Linked DNA regions of Zea mays: region 2 is linked to region 1. A link is a contact called in public Hi-C data. All regions are on one chromosome and are shown on one strand. Each heading gives the region's core, a stretch centred on a gene start, on an enhancer-like site or on the middle of the called end of the contact. The rest is flanking DNA. Distances are from core to core; before and after follow the strand shown. Region 1 holds the start of LOC100191846. Region 2 holds the start of LOC103633132 (transcription initiation factor TFIID subunit 15).

Region 1 (6,852 bases), core at 2,338-4,837:
TAAGAATAACCTTTACCATCTCATGGTCATCCCATTTTGTTCTCCCGAGGTTACGCACTTGGTTGACCAAGGTCTTGAGCCGGTTGTACATCGCTTGTGGCTCCTCTCCTTGGTTGAGGACGAATCGACCGAGCCCCCCCTCGATCATTTCCCGCTTGGTGATCTTGGTCACCTCATCTCCTTCGTGTGCGGTCTTTAGGACGTCCCAAATTTCTTTGGCACTCTTTAACCCTTGCACCTTATTATACTCCTCTCGACATAGAGAGGCGAGGAGTATAGTAGTTGCTTGGGGTTAAAGTGCTAGATTTGGGCGGCCTCGTCCGAGTCGTAGCCCTCGTCCCCCACCGTAGGTACATGCGCTCCAAATCCAACAATGTCCCATATGCTTGCGTGGAGTGAGGTTAGATGATGCCCCATTTTATCACTCCACATACAATAATCTTCACCATCAAAATATGGTGGTTTGCCTAATGGAACAGAAAGTAAAGGAGCGTGTTTAGAGATACGGGGACAACGAACTGGCATCTTACTATACTTCTTGCGCTCATGGCGCTTACAAGTGACGGACGCGGCGTCGGAGCCGGATGTGGAGGGCGACGAAGAATCGGTCTCGTAGTAGACCACTTTCTTCATCATCTTCTTCTTGTCACCACTCCGATGCGACTTGACGCGGGGAGGTGATTCCTCCCTTCCTTGGCGCCGGACTCCCTTGATGGAGCCTTCCCGTGGCTTGTGGCCTTCTCGCCGGTTTCCATCTCTCTCTTAGCGGATCTGCCGCCTCTCGTTGTCCGTAGAGTTCCCTCGGTGGGAACGCCCGAACTCTCGGTGCTCTCGCTGTAGCCTACGAACACATGAAACAGGCATTCAAGATGCAAACATGATCATCAGGTACTAGAAAGAGATAGCAAATCGTAGAGACCAACACAAGTGGCGCCCCAGGGAAGACGCGACTAGACAGTTTGGGCCGGACCATTTGGTACCGGCACGACACGACACGAAAATAAGAACCCAAAGCATGACATGACAAGAAGAAAAAATTGGTCGTGCCTGCACGGGCTAAGTGTCTCAAACTTAGGCACAATGGCCTGGCACGACTAGATAGGCCGTGATTAGGTCGGCACGGGCGCACGGCACAAAGTGAGATATGAGTTAAAAAAACTTGTGTTTAAATGATTATTTTATGCTCTAATATTTTTTTATCTCTTCACACAAGTTATAGAAAACATCGGTGTCTCTTTCTCATACGTTTTTTTAGTTTATAGTAAGTTATGAACATTTTAAGAATGTATTATATATATATATATATATATATATATATATATATATATATATATATATATATATATATATAAGTTTTTATTTTCGTGCCGTGCTTGAGTCGACACGACATTATCATTGGCTGGGCCTAACTTTTAGTATTTAGGCACAACACGACGCAGATTGAAATTATTCTATGTTGTGTTGGTAAAAAAAAAAGTTAGCCCAGCCACCCCCGTCCGAATGATCTTCATGTTGCTGCACTTCATAGTTGCATGCATGAAGGAGTACGGGACAAGTTCCATATCCAACACTGGAATGTACGAAATACTCCCATAATGCTGCTTACACGATAGGATCACCAAAAGTTCACTTTGAAGCGAGATCCACCCCATACATGATACGGTACATCTCAACTCTCAACACTCAAAAGCATTTGCTTGTCGCATGCCTGAGCTGCTGCTGCAGTTGTGTAGAAGCATAGGGCGAGATGCAAAAGACGACTAATTAAAAGCTTTCTCAACATGCTCACGCAGTCACGCCTGCACACAACGTTGCCTTCCTATTTCGGCCCTGTTTGGCACAGCTTATTTTCAGCTTCTTCACAAATTTAAACAGAAGTTCTGCCAAACAGCTAGCTTCTGCAGCAGCTTATCAGTTCAGCTGCTTCTCAGAATACACTAAAAGCAGCCAACAAGCAGAAACTGCTTTTCACCAGCTTATCAGATAAGCTGCTTTTTCAACAAGCAGCAGCTGTGCCAAACAGGGCCTTCGTTTTGGATTTTATTTCGCCTGGCAAAACTCTGGCGTGAGTCAATGCAAGAACCGAGCGCAATCTCTGCATGGTCCTTTGGATACGAACAGGACGTCCCGTGTTCGATCGCCTGGCAGCAGCGTGAGATGATTATGATGATTTGTTCGGCAGCTTGTTTGGGCGTCCGTGTCCCTGCCCGCAGAAGCACCGAAAGGTGTCACCTCTGCTCGCCTTCGCCTTCACCTTCACCTTCACCTTCAAATGTGACTCGGCTTGGCGCAAGGGGAATGAACTCCAGGAGACAGGAGCAGCAGGCTCGGCGGACCATCAGAGCGCTGCTGGCCAAGAACGGAGCGCTGTGCACAGGTGTTTGGAGATGCAGGAGCGGAGGCGCAGATATAGGTGAGTGTGCTTCACCAGTCATCACCGGAGGGCCCCGCCTATATATTGGTTTCATGCACTTGGGGTAGTCCTGTACTATGTCGGTGTCAGACATGAACCGGCAAATCGCCAAGGTGAGAGGAGTCACCATCTTTAAACGGAAGGAAATTAAATTAAGGGCCACCCTCTGATGACTGATGCATCTCGCGCAACCTTATTTTTGTTGCAGCAACAGCAACAAAGCGTTGCTTCTGCGCCACTCATCTTATATATCCCTCATGTTTGGAAAAAAAATAATAATGAAAAGAACGTGCACCACTCTTTGCTGGCAGCCTGGCACCGACACACACATGTGATACAAACAATGATATTTAGATTTGATTTGAATAGAGCATCAGTTTGGTGAAACACGCACCTTTGTGCACGCACTGTGCAATTATTAGTTTGTTATAAGACTTAGAAGCGCACGTTGACACCTAATCGCACCATGATGTATGGCTGGAACCCGAAACCTGGTCGCGGGCCGAGATGCAGATGATGCAGCGGAAACGCACACTGGCTCACTTTTTCGTTTCTTTGAAAAGGATAGTTAGCTATTACATTTTTTAGCAAACATTTATCGATAGCGCAACTACTACTAGTAAACTAGTGTCGCGTTCGATGTCTCCGAACTTGTCACACAGCATTAGCAGACCACGGCGCCCACGATAATTTTCAGTTAACAGGATCCAATTTTACCTGCACATCCCCATGACAGCATTAAGAAAGTATAACATAATTTCTATCCAAAAAAAAAGTTAAGATAACATAATCAGGATGGTATAGCTGCCGAAAGAGACTGGTTTGTTAAAGCACGGAGCCTAATGACACACTGACACGCCGTCCGTCCGCGTCCAGCCCACGCGAAGCCGGCGGCCAGCTCAGCGTTCACCGCGCCATCCCCGATCCCGGTCGCGGCGCCGACGGATCAGACGGGACAGGCGGGCTAGCCTCGACACGACGAGAACCCCGAGGTCCGCACGGCCGGGCTCTTCCCGTCGTGCCAGATGTCAGACGCCGTCACGACGCGCGGAGCATCCGGCACCCCCGCCGCACATTCCGTCACGGCGCCTGACGGAGACCGCGGCCGCTATAAATGAAACCCGCGCTGTCCTGCTCGCTCGCGCACACGGCACACACACCACACCACACCTCCTCGCTTGCACTCCGCTCGTCTGACATCTCGTCCCGTCCTTTCGTTTCGAAGCCTCGCGAGCCCCGACGATGGCCACCACCGCGGTGTCGGTCGACGAGAAGCTCGATAAGCTTCGCGCCGAGGTCGCCAAGCTCGACCAGATCAGGCGAGTGCCCCCCTCCTCTCCGCACTAGATCTCGCCGCCCGATCGCTTCGCCTCCCATTTTTGCTGATTTCTGAGTGTGTTTTTCCGCGCAGCGAGAACGAGAAGTCCGGGTTCATCAGCCTCGTGTCACGGTACCTCAGGTAAGTAGAAGTAGATCCCGCAGGTTCACTCTGTATGATTGCTCTGTGCGCATCGACTCGTCAGCCGAGTTATGTGTGCTGTGGCGTTTTGCAGTGGGGAGGCGGAGCAGATCGAGTGGAGCAAGATCCAGACCCCTACGGATGAGGTGGTGGTGCCCTACGATACCGTCGCGTCGCCTCCCGAAGGTATGATCGCCCGTGCCAATTTCATCTTAGTTAAGTGTAGTGTGATTGTTGTTGTGGGTGGATCCGATCGTGGATCTCTTACACACTGCGTGTGGACACTGATTGGATCGTGTGTCTGTGAGGTAGATCTCGAGGAGACGAAGAAGCTGCTGGATAAGCTCGTTGTGCTCAAGCTTAACGGAGGGCTCGGGACGACCATGGGCTGCACTGGGCCCAAGTGAGTGCACCTCCATCCTCTCCACTACTGCTTGGCTGAATTTTACCAGCTCTCACATGCTGGATCATGTATCTAGCTTTGTTCGTTATGTTTGTGTGAGGTATATTTTGAATTACGAAGGGACTAGGAACTGTATTTCTCTTTAGCTAGCCTGTAAATATGTGGATTGTGTCTTTGTTCCCTAGATACACGTTCTGAGCAACATGGAAACTCGGTGTTGATCTTCCTGCACATGGTTTTTGGTAGAGCACTAGTAATATAATATTTGTTATTCAAGCCCTGTTTCTGGGTTATTTACTTTTCTTTGTTAGTTTCTTGGTCGATAGTTTTGTAGTTGGTGCAAGCTTGCTTTTCCTAATGGACGCAAATGATTAAACAAGTATCACTATTGCGTTGTTCTTTGGGTTTTAGTGCGCACGCTCAGATGTCATAATGTACTGTACCATTGTTATAGTATGACCTGTCCTAATAATGCTGTTTTTATTGGCTCTACCAGTGGAGCTTTCAATGTCTATGGTCTAGAAGAATATGGAATACTTAAGTTGTATCTTTCAAGTGCTCATACTGTTGTCCCTTTTCACTATATTGCGGTTCCAATAGGTTTAGATCTCCTTCCATTTTTTGAAAATGAGTGGATTGATGAGTGGCTGTGTGCATATGTTGTTTGATGTGATAAGGTGATCAAATTGTTTATCTGCCCAGCTCCTAATTAGCTGCAGCTGCCTGTATCACTTTCTTATGGAGTGTTCTTAATGCCTCAACTAGTAGTGTCTGACCCATTTGTATCTAATTGTTGGTTAATTAGATGCCATTAAGTCTCCTGGCATATCATTGTTTGTTGAGCTAGATCTATTTCTAGAACTCTTCAATTTGTTGACTTAATCTAGTGAGACAACTTTGATAGGCATTAGCCACACTTAGGCACCCTATGCATTAACTAGTTATTTATGCAGCTATGCATGACCCTTGAGATGGTATGGACTTATGGCTCTTGCTTCATCTTTGAGCAGTTAGAACAACTAAGATTCCTATGTCCTGCAGGTCTGTCATTGAAGTCCGCAATGGGTTCACATTCCTTGACCTTATTGTGATTCAAATTGAGGTATCCTTCATTAACCTGAACATCTTCTCTTACTGTTTGGATATGGAAGAATCAGTCTATGCTTTATTCGTTACATGTCTCTGCAGTCCCTGAACAAGAAGTATGGATGCAATGTCCCTTTACTTCTGATGAACTCTTTCAACACCCATGATGACACACAGAAGGTTCTGTTTTCCCTTTGCTTTTGTCTTCATTAAATTGATGAGTTCTTAGACTTGTACTAATATGCTTTTGTGTTCATTAAATGATGAGTTCCTAGAGTTGTACTTACATGCTTGCTTACCTTTTCTCTTCCCTGAAGATTGTTGAGAAGTATTCCAACTCCAACATCGAAATTCATACTTTCAATCAGGTTTGCGGCCTGTTTTTTTAATATATATTTCGACTACACTGTTTCAAGTATATAGCATTTTGGAGTGGAAAGCAATGTTAGCTGATAAATTTGCATTGTCTTCTACAGAGCCAGTATCCTCGCATTGTTACCGAGGACTTCTTGCCACTTCCCAGCAAAGGGAAATCTGGGAAGGATGGCTGGTTAGTTTTCTGTCTTAGGTTATTATAGAAGTTAAAATGTTATTCCAATGAGGCAATGACTACTCACAATGGAATATCACCTTGCTTGTTGGATTATTTACGGTGAAGACTTTTAGATATAGTTTGAACTGTACCTCATTTATAGCGTATTTACATAAATGTGATACCCATCTGATTGTTGTGATTTTTGATGTGTAAGGTATCCTCCTGGTCATGGTGATGTGTTTCCTTCTTTGAATAACAGCGGAAAACTTGACATCTTATTGGCTCAGGTAAGCAGAAGTCACATTAAGCTTCTCTTTGCAGTTGGCAACATAAGTGATCTGGAAACTGATTTTGTAATCTGGTTTCCAGATATTATTCTTTTTAGGTTTAGATTGCACTTAAATATTAATTGCTGTAGTATTCTACATTATGAAGGGTTACTTCATGAGAGGAAAATAAATTATATTCTGTTACAATGTAGTATTGTCGTGTGTTATTCATAAATCATATTTTGCTGTTTGAGGCCCTTCGATGCTTTCTATGTAAAGGGAGAGTGCATGTTTTGGCCAAAATAAAAGGCAAGCTTGTTTCTGAAGGAAATTGAATATTGAGGCTGTTTCTCTTTTCTTCCTATGGAATATAAACTGAAATAACTATGCAACTTCCAGAACCTTTATATGGATTAATAAGTGAAACCACAATAGTACACTGATAACTCTAACTGAGCATTTATCTTGTTGCTTTGTTACAGTAATTTTGCTAACCTGTTTCCCAATCCTATATCAGGGCAAGGAGTATGTCTTTGTTGCAAACTCAGACAACTTGGGTGCTATAGTCGACATCAGTATCCAAATAGGATGATCAAATTTGCATACCTGTTTTAATACTTACTATTGCCGTGTGCTTTGAATTGAAAATTGTATCCTTAATCAGCACAGAGATCCTAAACCATCTGA
Region 2 (6,806 bases), core at 1,009-3,508, 130 kb before region 1:
TACATTGGACATGGCCAATCATTCGGGCCAAACAATCCAGGTGGACCACCAACAGCAGCACCAGCATGGCTGCTTCCTCTTGCATCAGAGCTACCACGGCCTCTACCCCTACCGCCACCACCAGCAGCAGTTCCACCAGCACCAGCAGGGCGTGCAGCTCCACAGCGATTACAAACACCACGGAAGGCAAAATTTACATTGCCACAACTGGGAGAATAAATAATCTCAGATAATCAAAAAAAAAAGAATAACAATGTGAATACAATACTAGTCAACTAGTGAACTGAAGTGATAGAGAAGTCGCTCACCAATCATAACAGACCTTGTATTTGGACACATCCAATCCCCATCTTGCTGCCAAGCCTTGCCTGGACCATCACCACGCCCTCTGCCTCTGCCTGCTCCATTATCCAGTTCATCTTGTTCACCAACACCACCAATGATGTTCAAACTTGTGGGGTTATCGAATGCATCTTTGCTTTTTGACTCAGCTATGTGAACCTGAATAGTGCTCCCATGGAAATCCTTGTTATCGAACCATTCCACAGCAGCTGAAGCAGCATGTGGATCCTCATAGGTGACTGTTGCATCACCCTTTGGTTCATTAGTAACTTTGTCCCTGTATATCCAAATTTTTGGACGCCCAGTCCTTTTGTCCTTCTGTTGCAATTTTACAACAGAGACGAGGCTAAGTGTTCTTTAAATGGAATTTAAAATGTATGAACAATCTTAAAATTTTTGGTAGTGGCCAAAAATGTTACCTGGTAAGACCCATACCTTTAGCAAGCCTATGGTGCCAAAATATTCAGCCAACATATTTTCATCAGTTCCAGGAGGTAGATTGCAGACATACACAGAACCATTTTGGGGCCCTCTTGACATATACCCAGCCATCTGTAACAAAACCACCAAATTATGGAAAAGTAGTACCATTGATTCGTTTTGTCTAATTGTCTTGCTTCAAAAAATACTAAAGAGGTATGAAGTAGACAATATCATCACAGGCATAAAAGTGCAAATAATACTTAAAATGGGATACAGAATAAGACAAACAGTAAGCAGTGAGAATAAAAGAATGAATTGAATAATGAATAGGGTATTGTGGGTTCATAACAAAAGGCAAGGAGTAAACCTAAAGTATGTTGAAGTTGAGAGTATAAGCACTGAACAGCCTCCAGTTAATTTATAAACCGAATTAATTTGTTTGCAACAGTCCATACTTAAAATACTAGGGCATTTCAGTTGACTCGATTCTAGAAGATCTGCAATTTTGTAAGACTTGTGGCATGAAACACTGAAGTTCAGTTAGTAGGAATGTAAATTCTAGAGATAATAAGGGAAGAAAAGACAAACAAACCAAACAAAAAAAGTGAACAGATGTATGTCCTATAATTATCAATTTATCGTTACCATATAAGAAAGGAACACCAGGTGTTACCCTCCAAGAAATATGTAAGCTAATTGAAAATGCTGTGTGAAAATGATTCTTTTACCATCGAACCATTTGCATAAGAGCTCTCAACCGAAGGTACACGTAAATTTACACCAGCAGGTGACAAACTATGCCCAGACAGTGGATAAAAGTGGCAGGAGAAAACCATGCAACAGATACGACGCACCAAATACTATGGTTATCAGATTTTTGGATCACACAAGAGCACAAATTCAGCAGACGATACATGTAATCAAGAGCAGAATGACAGGAACCGAAGGACACGATGATCTCACGAACAGCTAGAACGTCAAAACAGCCTCGCAGACGCAGGTACCGCGACAGAGAGATCAAATCTGCCACAGGTACTAGCGGGAATGACGACCTACCATCCTCCCCGATAGGGCGGACCCAGCAAGAATATGGGTTACAGTTTACATATGTATACCTGATTCTTTTTTAAAACAGTCGAAGATAGTATGCCATATGCATAATACATGCAAAAAGTTCATACTGCAATTCGATCAGATCCGAATACAACAAGGCAAATAGCTCATATTAGGGTTTGGGTGTTCGGTTTCGCAAAGCAGGAACGGAAGAGAGAGGGTGGGCATACCTGATCTCGTTACGGCGAAGGGTTCAACGAAGGCCTGGGGATCTGGCGGCGGCGGCGGCTGCTGCTGTAGCGGTCGCCCTCGCGGCCTCGCCAAGATGGAGCGCACGCTGGGTGAACGGGAAACGGCAGGATGTTTTGGTTAGGGTGTGCCGTGTGTACAACAACAAATTTGGAATTTTGCCACTACGAGAATTAGGTTTCCCCACTTTACCATCATTTTTATAGGTTTCATCTCCATACCAATATCAAACACTCCACGTCCATTATAATGTCATTTAGTCCTTTAATAAAGAAAAAAATGGTTGAATATAATGTCATTATGAGAATTGGGCAGCGCGGGCGACCGAGTTCTCGCTAGCTAAGCTCTCCCGGGTTCACGTCGGAGAACATTAATAATCCTGTTTGTTTTGGCTTTTTTATGGTTACTAAAATGTGCTACGCAGACGCCCTAGTTTTTCGAGACATTTCTATAATAATTGTTTTGATAAAAAAACATCTAAAAGCAACATAAACATAGAATCGATCGAGTCGTCAAGATAGTAGGAATCCGTCGCTTTCAAGATTCTGAACCCTTTGGAACACTTCATCTTTTTCCGCACATAATCCCTATGATACTCAGATTTCCCCAAGTTGGATTCTCTCCACAGTTAGATTCTCAGAAAAAAAAAGTTGGTCAGAAAAAAGTTGAACCAAACAGACACATTATCTTCGAGAGCGGTGATAAGGCACTCAACCTCGTCTACATGAGGCAGTAGAGCTGGAAACGAGCCGAGACAAGCTCGGCTCGGCTCGCCCATTTCACAAGCTAAAGAGATAGGCTCGGCTTGACTCGAATGTGGCTCGCGAGTCACATCCTAATATATATAATTGCATTATACAATGAATTATTAGTACATAAATATAAAATATATAGATATCATTCGTCATTATGAGTAATCTAAAATATGAATTGTCATATATGTATCATGAAACGGCAAGGAACAAACTCACTATCTATAAGATTATCCAATATCCATCATTATTCTATATATTAAGTAATTTGGCACAGCTCGCGAGTTGGAACGAGCCGCCTCGACTCGCTACGGCAACGAGCCCAAAATACCGGCTCGGCTTGCTCAAGGCTCGCGAGCCGAGCGGAACCACTCCGAGCTCGAGCCGGCTCACGAGTTTCAAGCTTATTTTCTAGCCCTACTGAAAGGATCACGATGCCCAAGAGGGGGTGAATTGGGCTTTTCTAAAAATCAACAATAATTAAACCTTAAGCAAGAGCCCAACTTCACCCTGAAAGTCGCCTAGAGGGGGGTGAATACGGCGAAACTGAAATTTACAAAGTTAATCACAACTACAAGTCGGGTTAGCGTTAGAAATATAATCGAGTCCGAGAGAGAGGGTGTAAAACAAATCGCAAGCGAATAAAGAGTGTGACACGCGGATTTGTTTTACCGAGGTTCGGTTCTCGCAAACCTACTCCCCGTTGAGGTGGTCACAAAGACCGGGTCTCTTTCAACCCTTTCCCTCTCTCAAACGGTCCCTCGGACCGAGTGAGCTTCTTCTTCTCAATCAAACGGGAACAAACTTCCTCGCAAGGACCACCACACAATTAGTGTCTCTTGCCTCGGTTACAATTGAGTTGTTCGCAAGAAAGAATGAAAGAAAGAAGCAATCCAAGCGCAAGAGCTCAAAAGAACACAACAAATCTCTCTCACTAATCACTAATGCTTTGTGTGGAATTGGGAGAGGATTTGATCACTTAGGTGTGTCTAGAATTGAATGCTAGAGCTCTTGTAAGTAGTTGGAAGGTGGGAAACTTGGATGACTTGAATGTGGGGTGGTTGGGGGTATTTATAACCCCAACCACCAAACTAGCCGTTTGGTGGAGGCTGCTGTCGCATGGCGCACCGGACAGTCCGGTGCGCCAACGGACAGTGTCCGGTGCGCCAACCACGTCACCCGGCCGTTAGGGTTCGACCGTTGGAGCTCTGTCTTGTGGGCCCGCCTGGCTGTCCGGTGGCGCACCGGACAAGTCCTGTAGACTGTCTGGTGTGCCACCCGCGCGTGCTCTGACCTCTGCGCGCGCAAGCACGCATTTAATGCGTTGAAGTCGACCGTTGCGCGTGAAGTAGTCGTTGCTCTGCTGGCTCACCGAACAGTCCGGTGTGCACCGGACATGTCCGGTGAATTTTAGCGGAGCGGAAATCCGAAGCTGGCGAGTTCAGAGTCGCTCTCCCCTGGGGCACCGGACACTGTCCGGTGGTGCACCGAACAGTCCGGTGAATTATAGCGAAGCGCCTCTGAGAATTCCCGAAGGTGCGAAGTTTAGCTTGGAGTCCCCTGGTGCACCGGACACAGTCCGGTGCGCCAGAACAGGGCACACTTCGGTTATCCCTTGCTCTTTTTGTTGAACCCTTTTCTTTGTCTTTTTATTGGCTTTTTGTTGAACCTTTGGTACCTGTATAACTTATAGACTAGAGCAAACTAGTTAGTCCAATTATTTGTGTTGGGCAATTCAACCACCAAAATCAATTTAGGAAATAGGTGTAACCCTAATTCCCTTTCAATCTCCCCCTTTTTGGTGATTGATGCCAACACAAACCAAAGCAAGTATAAGAGTGCATAATTGAACTAGTTTGCATAATGTAAGTGCAAAGGTTACTTATCATTGAGCCAATATAAATACTTATATGATACGCATAGATTGTTTCTTTAATTTTAACATTTTGGACCACACTTGCACCACTTGTTTTGTTTTTGCAAATTCTTTTGTAAATCCTTTTCAAAGACTTTTTGCAAATAGTCAAAGGTAGATGAATAAGATTTTGTGAAGCATTTTCAAGATTTGAAGTTTTCTCCCCCTGTTTCAAATGCTTTTCCTTTGACTTAAACAAAACTCCCCCTTAATGAAATTCTCCTCTTAGTGTTCAAGAGGGTTTTAAGATATCAATTTTGAAAATACTACTTTCTTCCCCTTTTGAACACAATAAGATATCAATTTGAAATTTACGAATTGAAAATCATTAGTTTTAAAATTAGATGGTGGTGCGGTCCTTTTGCTTTGGGCTAATACTTTCTCCCCCTTTGGCATGAATCGCCAAAAACGGATACTTAGAGTGAAATATAAGCCCTTTGAATTACTTTCTCCTCCTTTGGTAAAAGACATATGAGAGAAGATTATACCAAACTTGGAGAGTTGCTCGGAGCGACGACGAAGGATGAGTTATGGAGTGGAAGCCTTTGTCTTCGCCGAAGACTCCAATTCCCTTTCAATACACCTATGACTTGGTTTGAAGTTCACTTGAAAACACATTAGTCATAGCATATATAAAAGAGACATGATCAAAGGTATAATAATGAGCTATGTATGCAAGATATCAAAAGAAGTTCCTAGAATCAAGAATATTTAGATCATGCCTAAGTTTGTTAAAAGTCTGTTCATCAAGTCGCTTGGTAAAGATATCGGCTAATTGATCTTTAGTGTTAATATATGCAATCTCGCTATCTCCCTTTTGTTGGTGATCCCTTAGAAAAATGATACCGAATGGCTATGTGTTTAGTGCGGCTATGTTCAACGGGATTACCCGCCATGCGAATTGCACTCTCATTATCACATAGAAGAGGAACTTTGGTTAATTTGTAACCGTAGTCCCTAAGGGTTTGCCTCATCCAAAGTAGTTGCGCGCAACAATGTCCTGCGGCAATATACTCGGCTTGGGCGGTAGAAAGAGCTACGGAATTTTGCTTCTTTGAAGCCCAAGACACCAAGGATCTTCCCAAGAACTGGCAAGTCCCCGATATGCTCTTTCTATTAATTTTACACCCTGCCCAATCGGCATCCGAATAACCAATTAAATCAAATGTGGATCCCCGAGGATACCAAAGCCCAAACTTAGGAGTATGAACTAAATATCTCAAGATTCGTTTTACGGCCGTAAGGTGAGCTTCCTTAGGGTCGGCTTGGAATCTTGCACACATGCATACAGAAAGCATAATATCCGGTCGAGATGCACGTAAATATAGTAGAGAGCCTATCATCGACCGGTATACCTTTTGATCTACGGATTTACCTTCCGTGTCGAGGTCGAGATGCCCATTAGTTCCCATGGGTGTCTTGATGGGCTTGGCATCCTTCATCCCAAACTTGTTTAGAATGTCTTGAGTATACTTCGTTTGGCTAATGAAGGTGCCCTCTTGGAGTTGCTTTACTTGAAATCCTAAGAAATACTTTAACTCCCCCATCATAGACATCTCGAATTTTTGTGTCATGCTCCTACTAAATTCTTCACATGTAGATTCGTTAGTAGACCCAAATATAATATCATCAACATAAATTTGGCATACAAACAAATCATTTTCAAGTGTTTTGGTAAAGAGTGTAGGATCGGCCTTTCTGACTTTGAATCCATTAGTGATAAGGAAATCTCTAAGGCATTCATACCATGCTCTTGGGGCTTGCTTGAGCCCATAAAGCGCCTTAGAGAGTTTATACACATGGTTAGGGTACTCACTATCTTCAAAGCCGGGAGGTTGCTCAACATAGACCTCTTCCTTGATCGGTCCATTGAGGAAGGCACTCTTCACGTCCATTTGGTAAAGCTTGAAGCCATGGTAAGTAGCATAGGCTAATAATATACGAATTGACTCAAGCCTAGCTACGGGTGCATAGGTTTCACCGAAGTCCAAACCTTCGACTTGGGAGTATCCCTTGGCCACAAGTCGGGCTTTGTTCCTTGTCACCACACCATGCTCGTCTTGCTTGTTGCG

The links. A called contact is a pair of places that touch in the nucleus more often than the background predicts.
Region 2: a Hi-C map of tassel shows a contact between it and region 1, with 2.7 times the contacts expected there. The contact joins the promoter of LOC103633132 here to the promoter of LOC100191846 in region 1. A contact is called at or near these places in 2 of 25 Hi-C or Micro-C datasets (leaf and tassel).

Annotation. Positions count from the first base shown.
Region 1 is chr7:152,897,167-152,904,018 of Zm-B73-REFERENCE-NAM-5.0, reverse strand. It overlaps LOC100191846, which reads left to right and starts at 3,587. Exons shown (of 21, transcript NM_001137270.1): 1 at 3,587-3,732; 2 at 3,825-3,872; 3 at 3,967-4,058; 4 at 4,185-4,275; 5 at 5,317-5,377; 6 at 5,464-5,541; 7 at 5,679-5,729; 8 at 5,838-5,911; 9 at 6,111-6,183; 10 at 6,683-6,740; 11 at 6,835-6,852. The coding sequence starts at 3,656.
Region 2 is chr7:153,025,326-153,032,131 of Zm-B73-REFERENCE-NAM-5.0, reverse strand. LOC103633132 (transcription initiation factor TFIID subunit 15) reads right to left here and starts at 2,258. Exons shown (of 8, transcript XM_008654812.4): 1 at 2,049-2,258; 2 at 778-894; 3 at 323-660; 4 at 4-207. The coding sequence starts at 894.